Regions from separate parts of the Zea mays genome. Here all the other regions are linked to region 3. A link is a contact called in public Hi-C data. All regions are on one chromosome and are shown on one strand. The core of a region is the stretch at or near the end of the contact, and the rest is flanking DNA. Distances in the headings are between cores, read along the strand shown.

Evidence for each region. Hi-C and Micro-C count contacts between places; a contact is called where the count stands out from the background.
Region 1: a Hi-C map of ear shows a contact between it and region 3, with 2.4 times the contacts expected there. The contact joins the promoter of LOC100283147 here to the promoter of LOC103637892 in region 3. A contact is called at or near these places in 2 of 25 Hi-C or Micro-C datasets (ear and leaf).
Region 2: a Hi-C map of tassel shows a contact between it and region 3, with 2.8 times the contacts expected there. The contact joins the promoter of LOC100278008 here to the promoter of LOC103637892 in region 3. A contact is called at or near these places in 2 of 25 Hi-C or Micro-C datasets (ear and tassel).

What each region holds. Positions count from the first base shown.
Region 1 is chr9:10,130,249-10,133,278 of Zm-B73-REFERENCE-NAM-5.0, reverse strand. LOC100283147 (tyrosine specific protein phosphatase family protein) reads left to right here and starts at 1,311. Exons shown (of 5, transcript NM_001156049.2): 1 at 1,311-1,751; 2 at 1,841-1,934. The coding sequence starts at 1,471.
Region 2 is chr9:10,304,052-10,307,285 of Zm-B73-REFERENCE-NAM-5.0, reverse strand. LOC100278008 reads left to right here and starts at 1,258. Exons shown (of 3, transcript NM_001151010.2): 1 at 1,258-1,388; 2 at 1,516-1,680; 3 at 1,806-2,243. The coding sequence starts at 1,362. The coding sequence ends at 2,051. LOC103637903 (putative transcription elongation factor SPT5 homolog 1) reads right to left here. Exons shown (of 22, transcript XM_008660913.3): 19 at 3,188-3,234; 20 at 2,929-3,072; 21 at 2,744-2,841; 22 at 2,331-2,668. The coding sequence ends at 2,426.
Region 3 is chr9:9,804,168-9,807,333 of Zm-B73-REFERENCE-NAM-5.0, reverse strand. LOC103637892 (STOREKEEPER protein) reads left to right here and starts at 1,502. Exons shown (of 2, transcript XM_008660910.4): 1 at 1,502-2,737. The coding sequence starts at 1,800. The coding sequence ends at 2,732. It also overlaps the pseudogene LOC111589253.

The DNA.
Region 1 (3,030 bases), core at 62-2,561, 330 kb before region 3:
TGGAGCTGCAATACAATTTTTTGGAGTACCTATTTTGCTACTCTGGAAACTCCAAAAAAGCAACCTAGACATGAAGTTTGGAGTTATTTACCCCCCATTGCCACCGATTATTAGAAACAATCTAAACTCTGGTGCAGAGCTGCTCCACCCGGAGTTTTGGAGTACAGCTGCTCTGGGGTGGAGCAGAGCCATGCCAAACACACACTTAGTTAGACCGCCGTTTGACCATCTATAGTCGTGCAACGGATTAATTTGAAATAGCTGTGAGGGGTTATTTGTAAAAAGATGACGTGGAACGACTGTTTAAACTGATACTTTAAATATAGTATAGATTATGAGACAGTGGATAACTACCGTAACGGTCGATAAGGACCATCGGCGACCTTCCAGCCGCAATATTCGAACCGTGTTGTTTTTCCGTCACAAATCACTGAAGCTGCAGCGCGAATATCTGTTCATACCGGTCCTATGTATATACTGTATATTAGTTATAGGTTATGTGGGCCTCTTTCCCGTGGACGCTTCTATCAAGGTGATATGGGGACTATTTGTGGGGGTATGATATTTCCTGTGGTCACTAATTCAGCAGGAATATAAATTCAATTCTTAGTCCATGAAACATATGTCGACCATAAAAACATTCATATAGTTCATTGCTCCATAATATTTCATAACATTACGTGCTCCATAATCAAATCACCACCCCCCTTTCACTCTCAAAATTAGGGATGGGAGTGAGTACGTGTATGGATAAATATCCACAAGTAATTATCCATCGGATACAGATATGATAGAATTTATTATCTATAGATATGAGTATGAATATAATAAAATATTCACAAATATTTTTTCGCGCGTATGGATATCTATTGTCCATACTCGTTACCCGATGAGTATCTGATATGTGCGAAATCAATACTAATTTAAAATATGTTATTTAAATTAATTTTGAAATTTTATATTATAATTTGGATGTAAGTTTATGCTTATGGCCAAGCTCGTTGGCTCGGCGAGCCGACTCATGAGCCAACTTTTCAGGCTTGTTAGACCGAGCTCAACTCGTTACATGGCCGAGCCGCAACGATCCGAGTCGAGATTGGCTTGGCTCGTTTCCACCCTAAATAGAAGCCATGTTTTTGTGCTCTATCTTTCAACACAAAAACGACTCTACTTTTTCAAGGGCTTTCGACGAGAAACCGAATATTTTACCATTAGGTAGGGCTTTATGATAAGTCCGAGCTAGAGTCGTTCAAAGAGTCGCGCCAAAAGAGCCCTTAGTTGTAATTGGATCTACTAGATGATTAAACATCAACCTGATTGCACACGATATTTTCTAGGCAAAAACCTCTCATGCTACCTTTTGTTTTTCGCCTTCTTCCCTATAAATAACGGCCAAATTGCCCACAAAGAAACCACCCACCCGCGCGCCGTGCCTCGGTTTTAGGGCCCTTCCCTCACCGCCCCGCGGCCATGAAGCTGGAGGTCATGCCCAAGCCCAAACAGCGGGTGCTGGAGGCGCAGCAGAGGGAGGAGGCCATGGAGATGAGCGGCCTGGACCTGTGGAAGCACGAGAAGCCGCCAAGGATCTGCCCCTTGCCCCCGTCGCTCCCGCCGCCGCCGCCAGCGTTCGACGAGGCGGCGCTCGTGCCGCCGCTCAACTTCGCCGTGGTCGACGACGGCATCTTCCGCTCCGGATTCCCAGGGACCGCCAACTTCCGGTTCCTCAAGTCCCTCAACCTCCGCTCCATCGTGTAAGCGTCTCTTTCGCTCTCTCCCATGCCGGCGCCGTCTCTCGAATCACTGTGCTCGTGCGGCGCTCTGAACCGTTCCAGCGCGCCAGGTACCTGTGCCCGGAGCCGTACCCGGGGACGAACACGGAGTTCCTAGAAAAGAATGGGATCAGGCTCCACCAGTTCGGAATCGAGGGGCGCAAGGTAAATCCTAAATCAATTAACAATCGGGCCACGTGTTTTCAACGAAATCTTCTGCTGCTTTGCGGTCGGTTAGCGATGGTTCATGGAGGCGTATAATTACTCTGGAGAGATTAAATTATGGTTTGCTTTAGGTAACAATCATGATGCACGGCTTGTTTGCCCCGAGCCGACGTTGTTGATCATATGTCGTGTTGTGTATCCTAATTTAAGTAGTATTTGCTGCACTTCTACTTCAAAGAAAATTGGAGTATTTGTTATTGTAACCGACTTGCGTGAAAGGGGCCATAAATCCTCTTCACGTAGGCAGGCAGTGTTATCTGGAGAATTTTCAAAATTCACGGTGAATCGGTGGTGGTCCCTTTCAGCATTGCTTTGATTAATCAAGCCAGCTGTGCTGCTGACTCTTTTCCCGATATTCTCAAGTGTTTTTTTATTTGTTGGGTTCCTATGAATTCAAGCCTACCACTAGTCCACTACCAGCGTGTACGCATCACCGCTTTTGGCTTGGAGCTCTCCATGTGTTGCCTTTATTTCTATTTCTTTTCGTTTCCTTTTGTGATTTTTTTCTTCTTATTTTTGGTTTCATGCTATGGTGATCTTTCGCTGTTTCTGCAGAATAGGCAAAGCATGCAATGACTTTGAGTTATTCAGATCAATATTTCTTTTTAGAACTCCCATCGTGTTCTACTTTTTGTATCTTGTATTCCCTCTGTTCCAAAACAGTATTCATTTTAGCTCTGTATTTTTATGTCTATATTCAACTAGATAATAATAAATATACTAATATAGACACATATAAAGGACACAAATATTATATGAATCAACTAAAATGGCAAAACAATTTTTATTTTGGAGCAGAGGGAGTACTTCCTAAATGTTTGCTAGATTTCTTTTTATGGGCAGTTTTATTGGTTCCAGAGGAAACAAGCAATTCTTGCCGTCAAAATATTTGTTTCTTTTCTCCAGTTTGTGATGTTTCTTTTGATTGTGTGTTTGTGCTGACAGCCACAGTTACACTGAACTTGGAAACTTTGTCATATTTTTGCAATCTAAAACCCGTCAGTCATTTCGTTGTTTCAGCACTTTGAGCTATTCC
Region 2 (3,234 bases), core at 9-2,508, 500 kb before region 3:
CGCTACGGGCCTTGGTTGTCCAATATCTCAGACCTGTACTCCTCATCGCCAAGATAACCTAAGCGTGGCAGGCGCCACCATGTCCTCCTCGACGGCACGCACGGAGAAAGGCCAGAAGCATGACTGACTCGCCCCATACCCGCGTCGGCGAGCGGCTGCGACCGTGGGCGGGGCAGCAGGTTGGGGAGGAAGAACCGGGCGAAGGCCGGGAAGACGAACGGGACGTCCGACGATGGCGAAAACGATGGTGCGCACATGATGTGAAACATCCTTGTGGTCGTGCAATAGCCATTGCGTGAGTCGATGTCGGGGCTGGTGTCGGACGAATACGGGGAGGAGGCGCATGCTCCTACGCCCTTTGCCGAGAATGAGGTGGCCCAACGCGATTATTTTTTTATTTTACAAAAAAAATATATATACATTATGTACAATTTATATTCAATATTATAAACATCTGAGCATGATGTTCTACTGGTTAGACAGCTTCGCCCAGTGTCCCACACCATTCTTCTATCAGGGTGTGGGTTTAAACCCCACCCACCTTTTGTACCGTTTTTTAACATTTTACGCTGAGTTGATTTAGAAGAAATGTATAGACTTTTTTTTGTAAAAAGTTGACACAGGACGACCGTTGAAACTGATGCTTTAAGTATAGTACAGATTAGTCTTAATAAGTTTGTCTCGTGACATAAACAATTAGTTTTATAATTAGCTAACGTTTAAACTTTTAAATTTCTATCAAAACATCTGATATCCCAAACTAGACTTTAGTCCAGTAATACAAACACACACGCAGACTTATTAAATTTGTGTTTGGTTCGGCTTTCTAAACTAGATTTGCTGCCAAAAATCTAAAATATCAACTAAACTGGTACAACAACGGAATAGATTAAAAATCTATAGATTTATCTAATTCAATTCGGAATCATCTCCTACCTCATATTCTCCAGATTTCTAGAGTTATTATGGTCCGTTCATATCTAGAACCAGATTTTTAGAAATCTATAGCTATGTCTTGCATATGAATTTTTAGATGGTTCCGTGATTCCGTCCTTCACCTTTTCACTGATCCCCTCACCTGGCCGGCTGGCCCCCAAATCGGATCCACCTCGACAAACCCGCGAGCGGGCTTCTCCTTCTGGCACGGCCCAAAAAGTAACCGTTGCGTTTTCCCAAAATCCCCACATCTGCTCCCAGATGTCCCCCATTTGGCCATTTCCCATCCCATAATATACGCGGCCGTTGCGCTCTCCCCCATTTCAAACTCGAACCCCCTCTCCCCGCCTCGAGCATCGACCGGAGGGGGAAGGCAAGGCGCCGATACGTTCTCGGAATCCGAGGCGAAGCGGGGTGGGGATCGGATGGTGGAGGCTAGCGCGAGCTTCATGGTACCCGGAATCGAACCCTCGGCCTCGCCTCTTTCCGGCCGTCTGTCCCCGCGTGCGCGATCGATAGGGTCGCCGTTGCCCTCCCTGGTATTTGCTGACCATGGGTGATCTTTGTTTGCGAGCGCAGGATAAGGTCGAGGCGGCTGCAGGCGACGCCGTCGTCTACGGGGGCAGCGTCGGCGTCGCGGACGCAAGGATGGAAGATGAGATGGCGCCCGTGGAACCCCTGCCGGAGCCTCCCGACGAAGGCGGGCCCGTTGCGTGGCCCATGCCGGAGTTCTGCCCTCTTACGGTGAGCGATTCAATTCCAATCCCCCATTCCCCCCTCGATTCGATTCGACTCCCACGCCGCGCGGTCTGCTTCCGCCATCGGCCGCAACTGAAGACGAAACGTCGTTTTGCTTGTCTGATCATCAGGTCGATGGGGCGCTGAAGGAGTCGTTCCTGGAGACTCTGTGGAAGGACGCTGCGCCGGAGATGGAGCGGCCTGCGCGAGAGGCGGACGAAGCGCTCAGCCCGGAATCGCGGCCGTCGAGCAGCAAGCGCCACCGCTCCGGCACCGCCTCGCCGTCGTCCAGGAGCAGCCCCTACCGCAACATCCTGCAGGTGTTCCAGCAGTGCAGGCAGGACGTCGTCGGGGAGACTCTCACCAAGAATTACTGAAGCCCACGAGCGATATCACGGCTTTTCGCCGCTTGCTTGCTCGAGAATATAACGCTTGCCATTTTGACTATTCTTATTTATGTGACTGAAAAGGGATAGGGAGTTTTTTGTTCTTGTGTAAAGATCGGATATAAAAGTTACAGGACCTTAGTAAAGAACGCCATAGAAATGCAGTTCGATATTTCCTTTTTCATATGTTACAACTTATAGTTCGATTTGTGACATGCGTTTCAACGAAAAGTCCCTCAAGCAGAACAAAGAGCTGCAGAAAATCGAAAATGATGGTGCAAATAAGCAAAGCTTTATTGCAAACGAGGGCATTGTTACAGAATACGTTCTATGACGGACACGTTACAACATATACATCTAAGATCTTAAGTGGCCAGTTTGGCCAAAATCACCATATCTAAGATCTTAACTTCGTATGTTTCGTCAAGCCTCACTATTCCGTCAGAACCATCTATACCTATGAGCTTTCCTGTGTACCCACGGAAATTGCCGTTCAATATCTTGATCCTGTCGCTCTTCTTCGGCCTGATGACCTCGACCTCGTTCGCAAGGACCGTCACCACGTCACCGTTGCCCGACGACCCAAGTGCAACCCGGCAAGATCCATCCTGTAAGTTGAAGTGCACATGAGCAATGGCGCTGGATGAAACTCAACACAATTTTCTAGTCCACCACACACGTACCCCGAGTACTTCCCTAACCACGCCAGGGCCGTCATCACCTCCCCTCAACACATTGACCAAAACATCCGGCAACAGCCATGCAACTTCACCATCACCACCTGCAGGCATTGCGCCACATGGTTAGATATCTATAAAAGCACAGCAGCACATTAAAATCTGAGAACATAGTGATCACAACAGCACACCTATTATTGGGGACAGCATATCCATCCCAGCATTGCCTGGGGTCATTGGTTGACCACCAGGTGTGCCTGGAAGGTACGAGGCTGAGTTTGGCGTCATTGGTTGACCAACAGGTGTGGAAGGCACGTATGGACTTGGGGCATTTGCTAAGAGATCAGAATGTGGAAAAAATAGCATCATTCGCGTAAGTATCCACACAATACAGAATAAACGCATAGTTACAATAGTACACTGAATAAATAATCAAATAGATTTCTATACCATAGTTATCCCTGGGAGTAGGAGCGTCATTGAAACTAACTCCTGGA
Region 3 (3,166 bases), core at 253-2,752:
GGTGCGGCTCCGGGCACGGCGGGTAGTAGTGGCTCGCCACGTTGAGGCTCCGCGCGCAGCCCATCTCGCGCAGGTGGTCGCTGGGCAGGCCGAGGGACTCCGACAGGAGCTCCAACACCCGCAGCGCCAGCTCCGTCGCCGCGTCGCCGTACTCCAGCATCGCGCCCCTTTCACCCGATCAGTCGGTCGTGAGTCGTGACTCGTGAAGTATACAGTATATATCGCGGTAGTATGGAGCACGGATCAGAAACTCGGTACCTGACAGCCTCGGGCAGCTCTTCCGGGCGCGGCGGGTCGGGCGCCAGCTCGCAGAAGAGGGTGTCGCGCCAGCTGGCGGCCGCCGACTGGAAGAGGTCGTAGTTGGAGGTGAACCTCACCTTGCGCGCGGTGTCCCTGGTGTAGAAGCGGCGCTTCGCCTCCGCCTGCTGCTCGTTGAACCGCCTCACCCCGGCGAGCGCGGCGGCCATGAGCTCCCGCGGCACGCCGTGGTTGACCACCTGGAAGAACCCCGCGGTCTCGGCCGCGCGCCTCACCCGCGCGGCCACCTCTTGTCGCGGCGCAGCCGCGAGGTCGATGACCGGGATGATGCCGGCGGCCTCGCCGGTGGGGGACGGCGGCGGGCACGAGGTCGTCGCCTCCAGGGACTCCGGCGGGCCGGTGGCGGAAGATGGCCGTAATGGCCGTGACGCCGGCGTCCACGAGCCCCTTCACGCCCGCCTTGGTGTCGTCGAACGCTTGCAGCTCGCGCCGCCGCCGGTCAAAGCCGTCGGAGGCCGCATGGGCTTCCGGTTCGGCGGCCGACATCGATGGTGTAGTCGTTGGTTTGGCTCTGCGCGCGACGGGTGAGAGGGAGGTGGACACAAATATTTTTTTTCCCCAGGATTCGCGATATTTTCCAGTCCCAAAGCGATGGGAAACTCCGTTCCCCTCAGAGGCAGACCACGACCATGTGATATTTTCGCCTCGCAAATGCACGGCTCCATTCCCTCAGTCGAGCAAGTCCAGTCCAGTCCAGCGCACCTCAAAGTCGCAACGGCCACTTAAGTCATGAACTCATGATTCAGAATCTGGTCACCATGGACTCCAGAGCTCAGAGCAGGCCTGCTGCTGGCTGCCGGTGTTTACCAACTAGTACATCTTAAATTGCAGATGCCGTTAAAAGCGTAGACTGACTTAGGGCTAGTTTAACAACCCCATTTTTACGTGGAATTTCAAATTTCTCAAAGAAATTGAACTAATTTTACTTGAGAAAAATGAAAACCCTTGGAAAAATGTGGTTTTCAAACTAGCTTAAGCTCTTTTTTATCTGCTTCAATCACATACATACCGATCATAAAAAAACAACACATCGATCATTAACAGGTAGACACATGTCAAAAATCCAGAGCAGGCGTTCGATCGATCAGCAGCCTGCAGCAGCGGCAGGGTGAGCCACCGCGCCGTGCGAGTGACGTCACGCTCGGAGCGCAGGCTTTGGAAGTGGAACAGCGCGAGCGACACGGGGGCATGCCGACGGAGCTGCCGCGACGAAACGCACGAAGAAACCGTACCGTTGTCACTTGTCAGGTTCGCAGCTTGTCAACCGGCCCGCCGCAACTCGAGTACTCGCCACGCGCGCCACGCCGCGCGCCGCCGCTCCCTTCCCGAGCCCCGACTCCGTCCGGAGTGCTGCAACCTGCGCCGCTGCCCACCGGACTCCTCTTCCCCTTCCGCCTCGGCTTCCCGATCCCCTTCCCGTCCCGAGCCCTGCCGAAATTCGAATCGCCCGCCTCCCGAGCCCTCGCCCCCCCGCGCCGCCGATGCCCTCCAAGCGGCCGTCCCCGCACGCCATGGACGAAGCCGCCTCCGCCACCGCCGCCGCCGCCGCCGCCACCGCGCGCCTCCGTCCCTCCACCCCGCGCTCCAAGAAGCGCACCTCCCGCTCCAAGTCCCGCGGCCGCCGCCGCTCCCCGAACCCTAACCCTAGCTCCCGCCGCGAGGGCTCCGCGGACCACGCCTCCGCCGCGCCCTCCCGCAAGAGCGACCGCAAGCCCAAGCCGCGCTCCTTCCCGGACTCCGCCACGCTCGCCACGGCCATGGCCTCGGTCTCCGCCGCCGCCGCCGCGGCCCCGTCGTCCGGCGCGGGGCGTGGCAGCGCGGGCGCCGTCCAGAAGCTCTGGAGCGAGGCCGACGAGATCGCGCTGCTCACGGGCGCTGCCGCCTTCAAGGACCGCACCGGCATTGCGCCGCGCCTCCCGGACATGGGCGAGCTGTTCGACTCCATCAGGGACTCCCTCGCACCGCATCTCGACCAGGCCAAGGTGTACTACAAGCTCAAGCGCCTCAAGAGCAAGTTCCAGCACTCCGTGCCGGGTGACTCCAGCACCGCGCACGAGCACCGGCTGCGCGACCTGGGCGCAGCCCTCTGGGGCGCCGAGCTCACGCGCCCTGAAGAGAACGCTGCCGAGGAGGCCGCCGATGCAGACGACATTGACGGGAATAGGGAGGGGGCCGTGAAGCTTCCTATGGTTAAGGAGGTGCTTGGAGAGTACTGGAGGCTGAACGGGCAGACCATGTCAGGTGTGTCACTGGAGAAGGGGTTGGCGCTGCTTGGGTCGCAGGAGGCTAGTGACACCGAGGTCAAATGGAGGCGACAGCTTGAGGCAGATATGCGCATGCAGATGCGCCGCCATGATCTGGAAAAGGAGGTCTATGGCCTGCTCATCGATGCCATCAAAGGCCTAGGGCCTTAACTTGGGTACAGATTTTACCATTCTCTGTGATCTGTGAGAGAGATCAATTTAGTTCTGTTGTTTCAATTGCTTGGACTAATTAGACTGTTTTTCTTTGCGTTTATCATCAGTTTACATTTCGGTTAAGGTGCAAATGATGTTAAACTTACATCGGAAAACTGGCATGCTCTATTCACTATTAATTAGTGGGATTTAGTCATCTAAAATTACCATGTTTGTTTGATTTACTCAAGTCATGAGGGTTGATTGTGTTGACAATTTAGTCTCTTTTCCTTCCTCTAGCCTCAATGGTATAGTAGCCAATTTTTGTCTCAAAGCGCAGAAAATAATGAAATTTGGCATACTATTAAGAAGTTAGGCTATGCCATCCGTTTCTTTTTACATTTACCATGCAATGTTTGTAGCATGATATTTCTTTGAAGGAAAATTAACAG